3 separate regions of the Zea mays genome follow, and regions 1 and 3 are each linked to region 2. The links are chromatin contacts, called in public Hi-C maps. All regions are on one chromosome and are shown on one strand. Each heading gives the region's core, a stretch centred on a gene start, on an enhancer-like site or on the middle of the called end of the contact. The rest is flanking DNA. Distances are from core to core; before and after follow the strand shown. Region 1 holds the start of LOC100283638 (saposin-like type B, region 1 family protein). Region 2 holds the start of LOC100274749. Region 3 holds the start of LOC100274065.

Evidence for each region. Hi-C and Micro-C count contacts between places; a contact is called where the count stands out from the background.
Region 1: a contact with region 2 is called in a Hi-C map of tassel, with 2.1 times the contacts expected there. The contact joins the promoter of LOC100283638 here to the promoter of LOC100274749 in region 2. A contact is called at or near these places in 2 of 25 Hi-C or Micro-C datasets (leaf and tassel).
Region 3: a contact with region 2 is called in a Hi-C map of leaf, with 6 times the contacts expected there. The contact joins the promoter of LOC100274065 here to the promoter of LOC100274749 in region 2. A contact is called at or near these places in 2 of 25 Hi-C or Micro-C datasets (bundle sheath and leaf).

Annotation. Positions count from the first base shown.
Region 1 is chr8:112,485,665-112,489,696 of Zm-B73-REFERENCE-NAM-5.0, forward strand. It overlaps LOC100283638 (saposin-like type B, region 1 family protein), which reads right to left and starts at 1,305. Exons shown (of 6, transcript NM_001156539.2): 1 at 1,010-1,305; 2 at 136-215. The coding sequence starts at 214.
Region 2 is chr8:112,768,611-112,772,965 of Zm-B73-REFERENCE-NAM-5.0, forward strand. LOC100274749 reads right to left here and starts at 2,091. Exons shown (of 3, transcript NM_001149041.1): 1 at 1,784-2,091. The coding sequence starts at 1,972.
Region 3 is chr8:112,456,659-112,460,560 of Zm-B73-REFERENCE-NAM-5.0, forward strand. It overlaps LOC100274065, which reads left to right and starts at 2,377. Exons shown (of 1, transcript NM_001148444.2): 1 at 2,377-3,902. The coding sequence starts at 3,368. It overlaps LOC118473127 (a long non-coding RNA gene), which reads right to left and starts at 2,316. Exons shown (of 2, transcript XR_004852014.1): 1 at 2,231-2,316; 2 at 1,201-2,144.

The DNA.
Region 1 (4,032 bases), core at 55-2,554, 280 kb before region 2:
AAAACCCTAAAAAATAGAATACTAGACCTTTATCACATGATCAAAACTTTATTCTGAGAAAATTGAATAAAACAAAATTACTAGAGATGTAATACTCGCCCTACACAGGTTTGCATACAATAAATCATTACGCACCAGCATCATCCAAGGCAAAGCTTGTAGTACACCAGAGCACAAGACTGATGATGAACATAGCTTGAGCTCCTGTATCCATTCTGCATGTAACACATATGAATTATAAGGAACAATTCAGTCCATTCCATAAACAATGTCACTATCAATTATTTGCTAACTAGTAACTAAACTAGCAGATAATGCAAAAGTTAAATGGTAGACATAAAAAAGAGGCAGATAATTTCCTTTCAAGCACAAATCTGAGGGCTGGACAATAAACCCGGTGGTTTGTTACAAAAATATGTTCCAGTTGCCCTTGTTTTTCTTTCAAAATCAAAAGTAGCAGAATTTGAATGAAATTCAGTTTTGTCTCAGATCATTAAACTTGGTTTGAAGTTGGCTTCAAACAACAATATAGGAGACTATAATAGAAATGACTATCAATTTCGAAGAGAGGGAAAAAAGTTCAGTTGGCTCTGTTATCCACTCCAACTTGTTTCTTTGTTCTTTCATTATGTGCAAATTTTCAAGTAAACCTAACGACAACTCAAAATAAGTAAAAAAATACATGAACACCAGATATGCATCTAAAAAGATTAACTTTATTTTCTCCATGATTTCTGGCAAAAAAATCAGATTTAGTAGGAGTAATACTACATGTATACTGTGTAATAACACCCTATTCGAATACAAACAGTTATGGGGTGTTTAGTTTCTAGAGACTAATTTTTAGTTCCTCTATTTTATTCTATTTTAGTCTCTAAATTTTAAATGTGGAAACTAAAACTCTATTTTAGGTTACATATTTGGTAATTTAGGAACTAAAATAGAATAAAATAGAGTAACTACAAATTAGTCCCACCCTAAGTTAGGGGAAGAGAAAGGTTAGGCATACTGCTGTGTGCTCGTCGCCGGCGAAGGGCCTGAACAAGACCTGAGCACCTGACGTCGTTACCACTCGCCACGAGAGAAAGAAAGAGAGCGGATGAGGGAGGACTGGAGAACCACGGCAAAAGAGAGAGACTACGCTCGGGCCTCGGGGGACGGGAGAACCACGCGAGACTGCGCTCGGGGGGACGGGAGAACGTTGACCCAACACCCGGCGGAGCCAGCAGCGCCGCAAGGACAGTATGCTGTACAAGGCCGCGAGCGAGGGAATGTATTAGGGTGTTACCATAATTTCTATTTCTATTTCTTTCGATGTGTCGATCCAGGGTCTTACCAACAATTGAAATAATACTGTGTGTCCTGACACGGGATAATGCAAGATTACACAAGTCTTTATTCTGATCAGACAAAAGAAGTCACTACTTTCAGCAGAGTAGGAGTGAGACTTATATTACTTGTAACTAAGTGCTTATTGTAAGGAATACAAGTTCATCTAGAGAGAGAGGGATCCCAATTCACAGGAGTTAATTGAAATAAGTGTCAATATCATAGTGGTGGTAAAAACTGTGAAGTGTCCGCCTTGCCCCCTTGAAGTCGTAGACTGCCCTATTTATAGCCACAAGGAGGGGTATAGGAGTACCGGAGCTGGTCACGAACAATGAGGAGGTTAAGCCGAGTCCCAGTAAACGGTATGGACGGGAGCATGAGTCTTAGGCCTCATTTGGTTTGAGTGACTAAAGATTGGTCCCTCTATTTTAGTCCTATTTAGTTCCTAAATTGCCAAACGATGGGACTAAACTGTTTGTCTCTAGTCCCTTAGGGCTGATTTGGTGATTAGGGATCCCTAGGGGATCCATGGGGGAGGAATCCCCTTGCAATTCAATTTTGAATAGCAAGAGGATTTCTTCCCCTCGGGATCCCCGGTCACCAAATCAACCCTTAAGGGGTGACTAAAAGGAAATAAACCATATAAATTCCAATTTTTGCCCCTCCTTTATTTCAGTTGCGATAATGGCGGAAGAATGCTAAGGGGTATTTTAGTCCTCTTTTGCTCCATTTAATGCATTTTGAATAATTTGTCCCTAGACCCAAACATGGTAGGGACTAAACTTTAGTTAGTCCCTAGACTAAAGGAACCAAACGGGCCCTTATACTTGTTGTTGACTTATGCCCGCCCGATTTCTGCTGAGAGCCGAGGCCAAGGCCGATGGCTCGATCACGTACCCAAGCCCCCTTCGAACCCCTGAGGGGGCGTCCCCTTCCTGCTACCTGTGGAGGAATGGAAAACGGGGAGAGAGTGTGGCACACCTTTTGATGCGCTTACCCAGGGAGGCGAAGCGGCGCCCGTTACCTTGCGTCATCCGGACAGGACATGCAACCCGTAGGTGGGAATTAATGTGATGAGACGTGATGACCCACAGGTCGTCCGTTGCGGCGCGTCAAATTCGAAGATACAAAGCCCACTCCCGGTTTTGACTTGGGGAGGCTCAGCCCAACCCTCGGTGACCGAGATGGGATCCTCCCGTTTCTTACCTCACCTTTGCCTTCCTTAGCCACAGAAAGAAAAAAAACGCATGTGCGCCCTCCTTCGTCTTCCTCCTCGGTTGCTATGGCTGAGAAGCTCAGTGTTCTCCCCCCCCCCCCCCCCGCGACACGTGGCCCATTTCCTCCGTCACGTACGAAGATCTGCAAGCCTTGGTGGACGGAGGACTGCTATGCCCCCGTTCCTACGGGGCGCATCGTGAGTGGTTTGCACCGAGAGACGAGCAAGAGCCGACCCCGCCTGTGGGCTACGTGGTCAGCTTCACCTCCTTCCATGAGCGGAGATTCGGGGTGCCCGCAAGCTGCTTCATGTGGGAGCTCCCCCATTACTACGGGTGGAGCTCAACAACTTCAACCCCAACTCCATCGCCTAGGCAACCATCTTCGTGCGCGGTCTGCAAGGGGTATCTAGGGATCGAGCCCCACTGGGACTTGTGGCTCCACCTCTTCTGTGTGGAGACATTCTCCCTCCCCACGGACGTGAGGAAGGTGCGCCACATGGTGAGGGCCGGTGGTTGTACGCTCCAGCTGCACTCGGATCGAGCACAACTTTACATCCCTGCCACCATCACCTCATCGAACAAGGGGTGGCAGAGCAGCTAGTTCTACCTCCGCAACGACGACAAGCGGCTGCCTGTGTATACCCAGTGAGTCGTCTTCGTGGTGAGGGAACACTGGAGATGGGGCGCGCCGCGAGAGCACCAAGCCCAGCTGCAGCTGCTACTGGATGCTCTACGGAGACTCCATGACCGGGGGCTCACTGCAGCCAGGGTTGTCGCCACCTTCCACCGTAGGAGGGTGTTGTCGTGGGCGAAGCGTCGGCTTCGCCAAGACAAAATGACGCCTGAGGCCTCCGTGGAGAGTTCCTGAATGGCCTCGACCACCCTCTCCACCGACGAGCTCCTCCGGCGAGTGAAGGGGACAGTGGGGAAGGCGTATTACACCCTCCCCGTCCCGATGCGCCCCAACCAGGGTTATGTGTCCCTGGTAAGTTTCGAGCTTTGCATCTGCTTCCATCCTTTCTTCTTTGTCCCATTCTACTTTTTCCACCCATTTGCAGGGCTACGAGGATACCAAATCGCCCGCCCTCCGGTCCCAGAGGACGCGGTCGGTCGAACGGCGTGTCGGTTGGCCACCAAGGAAAAAAGAGGAAGGACACAAAGAAGAAGCGGGCCCGCGAGAAAAGGGTGGCCTACGACGTGTTGGAGAAGCACAGCCAGACGCAGGAGAGAGAGGGGTGACGTTAGAGCCCTCTCCCATCACTGAGGATGATGACGACGAGGAGGAGGAGGGGATGGAGGTCCAGCTGGGCTTCAGCCTCGAGGTCAGGCTTTGGTCCGAGCCGACCTCGGTGGGCCCATCCAGGAACGAGGACGTGCCCACACCTAGGGCGACAGCGTCCCTATCCGCGGCATGGGTGTCAGCCGAGCCGGGACCTAACCCCGTAGGCGAGGAGGAGGCAGAGGTGGTGGAGAAGGCCGATGTCCC
Region 2 (4,355 bases), core at 841-3,340:
TTCCCACTCCGTTGTTTCAACAGGAGTTCCACTTGACAATGGACCCAACATAAGAGGAACTATGTGGTTTTCCAATAAAAAGAAATACCCAAACTTGAGTTGCGACTTGCAACAACTTAAACCAGGGTGGTGAGTATGGACAACCACACCTCTGAGGCTCTGACCTCCCAACCCCACCGAGCTAGGCCAGTTCCTGGGAGTTCCACATGATGCATTCCAACTTACTATAGTTCATTAAATAATAGTATAGTAGGGAGCTCAGAGCCCACAAATCTTAATAATCTGGTAACACTAGTGCTAACCATGTAAACCACTACATGCATTGTCTCAAGAATTCAGACCTCAATGATTATAAAATGGTAAAAGATTGATACAGCAGTGATGAAATCCTCTAGATGATTAAAGGTCTGTTTGATTTGCACCCTCGCCAGCTTGCCTAGTCCAGCCAACACACTCAGCTCAGGTGTCAGATTTTAGAGGCTTGGGGCCAGATATGCTCTGTGACCCAGGTTTCCAAGCCAACAATCCATACAAGCGGTCAGCTCAGTCAATGTGCCAACTTTCAACCATTGCCATGCCATGGTAAGATCGATACTTAGCATCCCGGCTTTTGAATGTATACCTATTGCGCTATTTTTAGTTCTGAGATGTCGAAACTGAAAAGGAGGATAGACGGACAGGTTCACCGGTCACCACTTAAGAAAAAGAAATTTCACCATTCATAGAGCACAGATATTGTTACCAACTAGAAAATCGTTATATGGTCTAAATCGATTTAAGTATATATATATATATATATATATATATATATATATATATATATATATATATATATATATATATATGTATGTATATATGTATGTATATTTTTAGAACTAAAAGCATATCCCATAGATAAAGAAAAAAAAAGCATTCTAGTCTACTTTTGAACTAACTCACCAAATCAATACATGAGTCATGGATGTCACCAGATAAAAATCATGCTCGATGTGCAAAGCGCATAATCCTTTAATGAGTAGGCCCACCATAAAATGGTTCCGAAAAGCTAGAACTCAACAATATTGTGTACCATGAGAAAATTAAGGAAACATCATATTTAACAGAATTTAATGACCAGTCTAAACAAGCAAGGCAGTGTTATCTGTGTTCCCAAATCCAAAGTTTTGATATTTGAGTCCGTGAAACTGTATGCCAGTGTTATCTCCCCAACTCTTAAATTGTTCTTGTCAGCAGGTTGCATAAAAGGCCCAGAAAAGCAGCAGTTGACGAGACTGGAACTACAAAAGCTTGTTGAATCCCATTGGATGTATCTTAACCGCAAACAAAGTGACTTAAGACTGGATCTGAAACACTAAGGATAGATTATGGTAAAATACTAATATTAATGTTGCATCTGCCAAAAATTCGACAACGGAGTCCCAAATTTTCAGTAAGGAAGAGAAACAAAGCTCCCCATACTATGTGTCTCTGTTGTGGATTAATCAGGAAACAGGGGATCCCTTGATATTTTCTTTAGGAACGACTAACAACTCTTCCACCAGGAAGCAAGTCCGCACATTAAAACCCCTACACATCTGAATCTGGACTTGATCAGGTAAACCCAGTACCCAGGAGTCCCTTAAGATCGTCCAAACAGGACAATCGTGGCTATGAAAAGGAGAAACTATAATAAATTGAGCTAAACAAGGAAGCTGAACTGAATCCCCATCTATCTCGCACAGACGACTGCATAAGGAACCTGAATCAAAAGAGATCTCATTTTAAACAAGGTGCCTTGCTATACCTTGTACTCGTTCTTGGGGGTCCCATAACCCGAGAAGAACATCTGCGCTACAAGCACCTGGTTGGCGATGTCTCCTTTGCGCGCCTCCTTGTACGCGTCCTGGAACCAGCGCTGGACGCAGTCGCCGACCACCTCTGACAGCGGCTTCCGCTCGGACTCCGACCCACCGACTCCATTGGCTCCCTCCATCGCTTCGTCCCTGCCTATGTACGGTTCGTTGCTGGCTGCGGCAGCTGCGGCGGCAAGGGCTTGGGGCTTCCTCCCTTCAGGAGTGCCGCAGCCGACGATGGTTTGGAGAAAAAAGAAAAGAGCGAAGGAGAGAAGCGCGGAAAATACAAATAGGCGGCGAGCAAGGGGTGTTTGTGTAAATTGCAGTGTCCTTGGCTTTGGTGGGTTTTGCCCGTTTCTCCAACTTGCCTCCCAAACCTGCAGGATGCGTCGGCAGAAGCCGCCGCCGCACCCGCACGCGTTTTTGAAGCGGGTGCGGTCTTCTGTCCTATGCTCCGAATCTGAACCCGACAGCTTCGGACCATTGCGTGCACTATGTTTTTTAAGTAGCAGCTCTACTATCGTATCTTCTATCTCATTTAGTATTTTAAATTTTACTTACGAGGTGTTTAGATCTCTTTATTTTAGAGAAATTAGAATTCACTCAATAAAGTAACTTATTTAGTTTGGAATTTGACATTCCATCACTTTTCAAAGTTCAGATATAAGTCTATCTCAAATTCATGGGGTGGAGATGAAAAATGATTTTATGCATTAATAGAATTTGTTTCTACTATGTAACTTACACGACACTCTTCGTCTCACTCCTCTATAGTAAAAATATAACATATAAATATCTTCGATATCTTGCTAATAATAGTATATAAATATATTTTGCGTAAAATCGAATTAGCTTAATTGATATATGCCTAAATTACTATTATTAGAATGAAATTCAATTCCAATGATCCAAACGGGGCGTTAGTGGTATCTACGGTGTAAATCTCCTATTTTCGGCATCTACCGAAGACAACCTTAAAAATTGTGTCTGTCGGAGGCAGAAATTCTTCACCACCCAAGACAAAATGCACCCCTCTAATCCTAAGATGTGGAGGGGGCTTAGAAGTTTACCTGACCACATGGATGAACACAAGAACACAACGGTTTAGAGTCGTTCGGGCCGCTTGAGCGTAATACCCTACATCCACTATGAGTTGGATTGCTTGAGAGATTAAGTGTAGGGTTGTCCCCCTGCATCACATTGTGCTCCCCTTTTATAGTCTGATGGGAGCACACACAAGAGAGTTGGACCGAACAAGTGGGCCCAGCGTGCCTATCTTAAACATATACTACCCAAAGATATAAGTACAACTATGAGTTGAGATCTTCCTCCCCCGACTATCGTGCCGACTTCACGATCAGGTATGTTCTCTTTGTTCATCATCCTATGTATGCTTTGGAAGCTATCAAGTATGTTGCTGTTGCAGGTACATGCGAGAATTAATGTGATATCTTCGTGTTGTCACATCCGATCTGTGCATCAGTGGGTGTATCGGGTGGCCGAGCGGCGCCTCATGATGGCGTTGCTTAGACACCTGAGATAAACGCCTCGGTTACTCGCACTATCTTGATCTCGCATTAAATGTGTGTGGCGTAGGCATGACGTTGAGCGTCTTGGAAACGCGTGGGGCAGTCTTGTCGCTCTGTATAGCATGTCACTCCCCATCATCATGTAGAGCACGCTTCAGATACCCTGCAATAAATGCGGGTAGTGTGGTTGCAGACAAAAAGCTTTCTTCTAAGTGAAGGGTCGTGCCATGCACCCTGGAGCCACGTAGTGATTCTGTACCCTTGCTAGCGCAGAGCGTACGGGCCAAGGGCACACTTATAATATAAGCCTCGGGCTCACACTGTCAGCACTTGAGCCCAGGCTGTCGGTACCCTAAATATGGGGTACCCACTCCTGCTAGGTCAAGGCGAGACCACTTTGGCCACCCATATCAATAAGACTACTGGATGGACAACCCTACTCAGGACTAAGGCCCACCATATGTAGCCATGGACCAGCTAGGCCCATCTCCTAGGATGGGCTACGATCGCCACAGGCCCCAAAATAATCAGCAAACTCGACTGGTCTGAACCCTCATAGCTAGGACCCAGACCTTCGCATGGGCCCATCAGGTCCCCAGGGAGGGAGTTCCGAAAGTGCTCCAAGACCCAGGAATAAAGGTACTCTTTGGCTAAAAGATCAGCGATGGACTTCACGTATGCAACACGGACCTCAGGCCAAGTGAGGTCTAGGGGCGCCACATGTATGGGTCCTTGTGGCTAGGGCCCAGACCCCCTCGGGCATGTTTTGGATTCCTAATCAAAAGTGGCCCGAGGGTGCCCCATTGTCACACATTCCCACATCATCCCCCTGCCAAAGCAGAGCTCCAGTGCCAACACGTGTGTCGGCGTTTCAACCCGGGGGTCCCTGGACCGACGAGTAAATTGTCGCTGCGTGCCCCAGCCCAGATGGGTCGGCGCGAGACGTAGCGCGAAGGGGGGAAACCAGAGGGAGACAGGCGTAAAAGGGGAAACC
Region 3 (3,902 bases), core at 1,127-3,626, 310 kb before region 2:
CGGCCAAGTGGCGAGAAATCACATCACCCTAGCTAGTGGCCTAGACTACTACATACTACTCCTTCCTTCCTTGCATTTGCCACGGACGTCATACACGTGCAAGTAGTGAGAATGATACGTTGATCAGCTGGTTGGGCCCTTCAGCTAGTGCTCTCCACAACATGACGATCGATGATCAGCGGCGGTGCCGCAAATTAATTAAGAAAAACAAAAAGCGTGTGCAAGACCGCCGAGCGCTGACTCGCTTCCAACAAAGGCCCTGTTTGGTACAGCTGCTGCTTGTTGAAAAAGCAGCTTATCTGATAAGCTGGTAAAAAACAGCTTCTGCTTATTGGCTGCTTTTAGTTCATTTTGAGAAGCAGCTGAACTGATAAGCTGCTGCAGAAGCTATCTGTTTGGCAGAACTTCGGCTTAAATTTGTGAAGAAGCTGAAAATAAGCTGTGCCAAACAGGGCCAAAAGTTAATGCCACGGCTCCGTGTTGACTGCTCAGGAAGCGCGAGTAGGGGGGGGGGGATGGGGCAGCCGACAAACAAAGCGCAGGATTTGAATGTTCAGTCTTCAAATTTATTTAGTTTTGGCACCAGGAGAAACAGAGTTTCTAGTCTTAACATTTCTTTCTAGTCTCACGTCTCAAAATCTAAAATGTCAAACGTCACAACAAGGCTTGCTTCAACGACGAAATTCTTAAAGTCTCATAAGTGATTCTACTACTGTACAAACGGCCGTCAATCTGGGTACCAAAGGGGCTAGCTGTGGCTGGCACGTCATTCGGGAACCTGCTTACCGATTCAAACCAAATATTTAGACTTTTTTTTATTCTATATATTTATAAACTGATGATGATATATATTTATTGTGTTACACTTTGTCTAAGCTAACGTGTCTATGCAGTCGTCTCATCCTAACCATGCACCATGCGTTTAAATCCAACGATGACTCGCTCATGGGCCGGGACAGGTGGCCCATCTAATTCCCATCGGTCCTTCGCTTCTACGGGATGAGATCCTCTGCCGGCCGCCGCTTCCATCGCCATGGCAAGCAGGCGACTCGCTCCTTCGCCTTAACCGTCGTCTTCCGCCCAAGGTCCCTTCCCCGTCGCCAACTGCTGCCATAGCGGTCTGGCATCACCATGTCGGATGCTGCGGGACCCGTCCAAGAGCGACAGCCATGTCTCGCAGTACCGTCGGCATGTCTGTTCTTTTTTTTTCCCCCCGAAAGCAGGCATGACTGTTCTTCGTTCATCTGCAGACTGCCTCCATGGAGTGCTCGAGCGACGGTCCGTTGTGAGATCTCGACTTCCTCACGAATACGGTGGATGCCCCTGACGCCCAAACTAGCTGCAGAGCCGTCAGACCTTACTCAAGAGAGCACAGCCACGAAGCTCTCTACCTGCTTCATAGGAGGGCGACAGAGACATGTATTCTGATTAGATAGGAAACAATTCTAGATTGAGATTGTGGATCAATATCGAGTATGATGATTGTGGATCAATTCTAGACTGATATTCTGGTGCTATTGTGATGTTTGTACCAGTTTGTGAAATATGAATGAAATTAGCGAACAAGTTTCAGATAGTATTGATTCCAGAATGACCATGCTCCAATTTATACAACTGATATTGATGATCTCATCTCAGTGATGGCAGTTGAGAAAACCAAACACTCAAGTGGCTTTACACTTCAGCCACAAAAAACCAAAAGCTATCCATAATTTAGAGGCTACCCAAAAGCTCATACTATTCCCCATCTGCGAGTGGAAAGGCAACACAAAAGCTTATATTGTTCTCCATCTGCAAAGACAAACATCCGAGGTTGTACAAAAAAACAAACTGTGCTGATTTTAAACTAAAATTCAGCAGTAAGATCATAGGTGATTGGTCCCTACAAGAGGAAAGAACAACAATTGAATTCTTTTTATTATGAAATATCATCTGAATAATTATGTCATCGTTGTTAAATATTACCATCAACAACCGAGAAAATTTATGGATGGCCATACATGTTCAGGCACCCCTTCCTTCTAGCAAAAAGTACTAGGGACTGCTACAGCACCATCTTCGAATTGCACAGTTGTTGTACTAGGGGACATATTTTGGACTGCTGGAACACTCTCACCGAATGGCACCGTTGTAGCTTTTTGTTCCTTCTTATAAAAGAGAATGAAATAAGTAATACAATTAGACACTAATACAATTAAAATCAATCAAATTATTCTAGTCTGCGACGTACCACTGAACATTTTCCCCTTTTCTTATGTCCCTTTTTAGCCCTTATGCATCTTTTCAACCTAACTTTTTTCCGCTTTGAGCTTTTTGTCTCCACCTCCTTCTTCTTTAGTTGTGTTGTACTAACCAAATTACATGGGAGAGTGACATTCGAGGGAGAAGTGATTGGATCCACTGTACTACTACAATTATTGATTTCTTCCTCAACTTGCTTGCTAAGGATGTCAACTTACTACACGGGCGGCCGAAACCCTAGCGCCGCCGCCCCCTCCCTCCACTCCATCCCACCTCGCCGTCACCAGAGGGCGCCGCCGGATGTCCGCGCGGCCCCAAGGAAGGTGGCGGCGAGGCGATTTTTCTCTGGTTTGGTCGCGTCTGCCCGGATCTAGTCGGGTTCCAGGAGGTGGCAGCGGCGTGTGTGGGGCGGCGACCCTTCGCCGGCGCGGCTCAGCCTCGGCGGCATCCTGGCGGCAGTGAGCGCGACGTTCGTATGGCACATCCGGGCGTTGCGGGTCCTGGATGGGTGTTCGCGCAGCAGGGGGGCATGCGGCCGGCCGTGGGTCGCAGGCGCGGAGAAGGTGCTGTCTGGCGCCCCCAGGGCAGGGAGCGGCGCCGCGCGTGGAGGTCTGGAATCTAGTGCGCGTGGGGTTCGCGGCCTCCGCGTGCCAGCCTTCGGAGGCGTCGACAGGCTGGTCCCGGGCATGTGCCGGGGTGGTGTTCGGCGTGGTGCGTCGGTGGGCCTGCGCAGTCGACCGGATTGGCGGTGGCGGGACCTCCACTCGTCTGCGTCTACGATGAGGTGGTCGGCGTCTTGATCTGCGTTGGGTTGGTTGGATCTGCGGGCTGTCTGCCCGGATCTGGGGGGCTGGTCGCCTTCCGCCGCTCCTCCCTGTTGCTGGCTTGGGCGGGTGGCCTTGCGGCTGCTGCGGCGGTGCCTGCGCGCTCGCGTGGTCGTAGCTGGTCTGCGGCGTCGGCACCCACGCGTGCGGCTGGCGCGCTGTGGTGGCGGCGTGGCTTGCCTGTACTTGCCTTGGTCGGGGCGTTGGCCGTCGCCGGATCTGCAGCTGTCTGCGGCGCCTTCTGCAGGGGCGGCTAGCTCCGTGCGTTGGGGCGTGTGGTGGGAGGGCCTCTGGCGAAAGCCATGCCCGCTTGCGGGCGGACAGCGGTGACGCCCGCGGGCGCCACCCCTGCCCTATTGAGGGTGCTGTCCTTGGACCTCTCACCACAATGCGGGAACCCTCGCCTCGGCCTTCTTGGGGACTTTCGCTGGTGCTCGTCCGACGTTGGGGCTCTGAAGGTTGGGGTTGCTGGGTTGGTGGGTCGGCGGACGACAGGAGGTCTTCGGAGGAAACTTTGCTTGGTTGGTACCAGGCGGGCGGCGACGACTTTTCGACTTCGTTTCTCCTTCTTGAAGGCACAGCCCAGAAGACCTCTAGTTTGTGTGTTCGTCGGCGTTGTGGAGGCTCTTTGTCACTCCGCTTGGCTCGGTGGTGTCGGGGCCATTGTCGCTTTAGGCGTCTGTTTTCTCCCGGAGTTCGGCGTTGTGGATCTTTGCTCGTGGCGAAGAATCGGAGCTGCCTCGTGTGGGGTGTGCGAGGCTTGGCAACGATGGCGCGCCGTGATCTTATTCCTTGCGTCGGTGTCTGGATTTAGGCGTCGTCGAGTTGCTTTGGCAG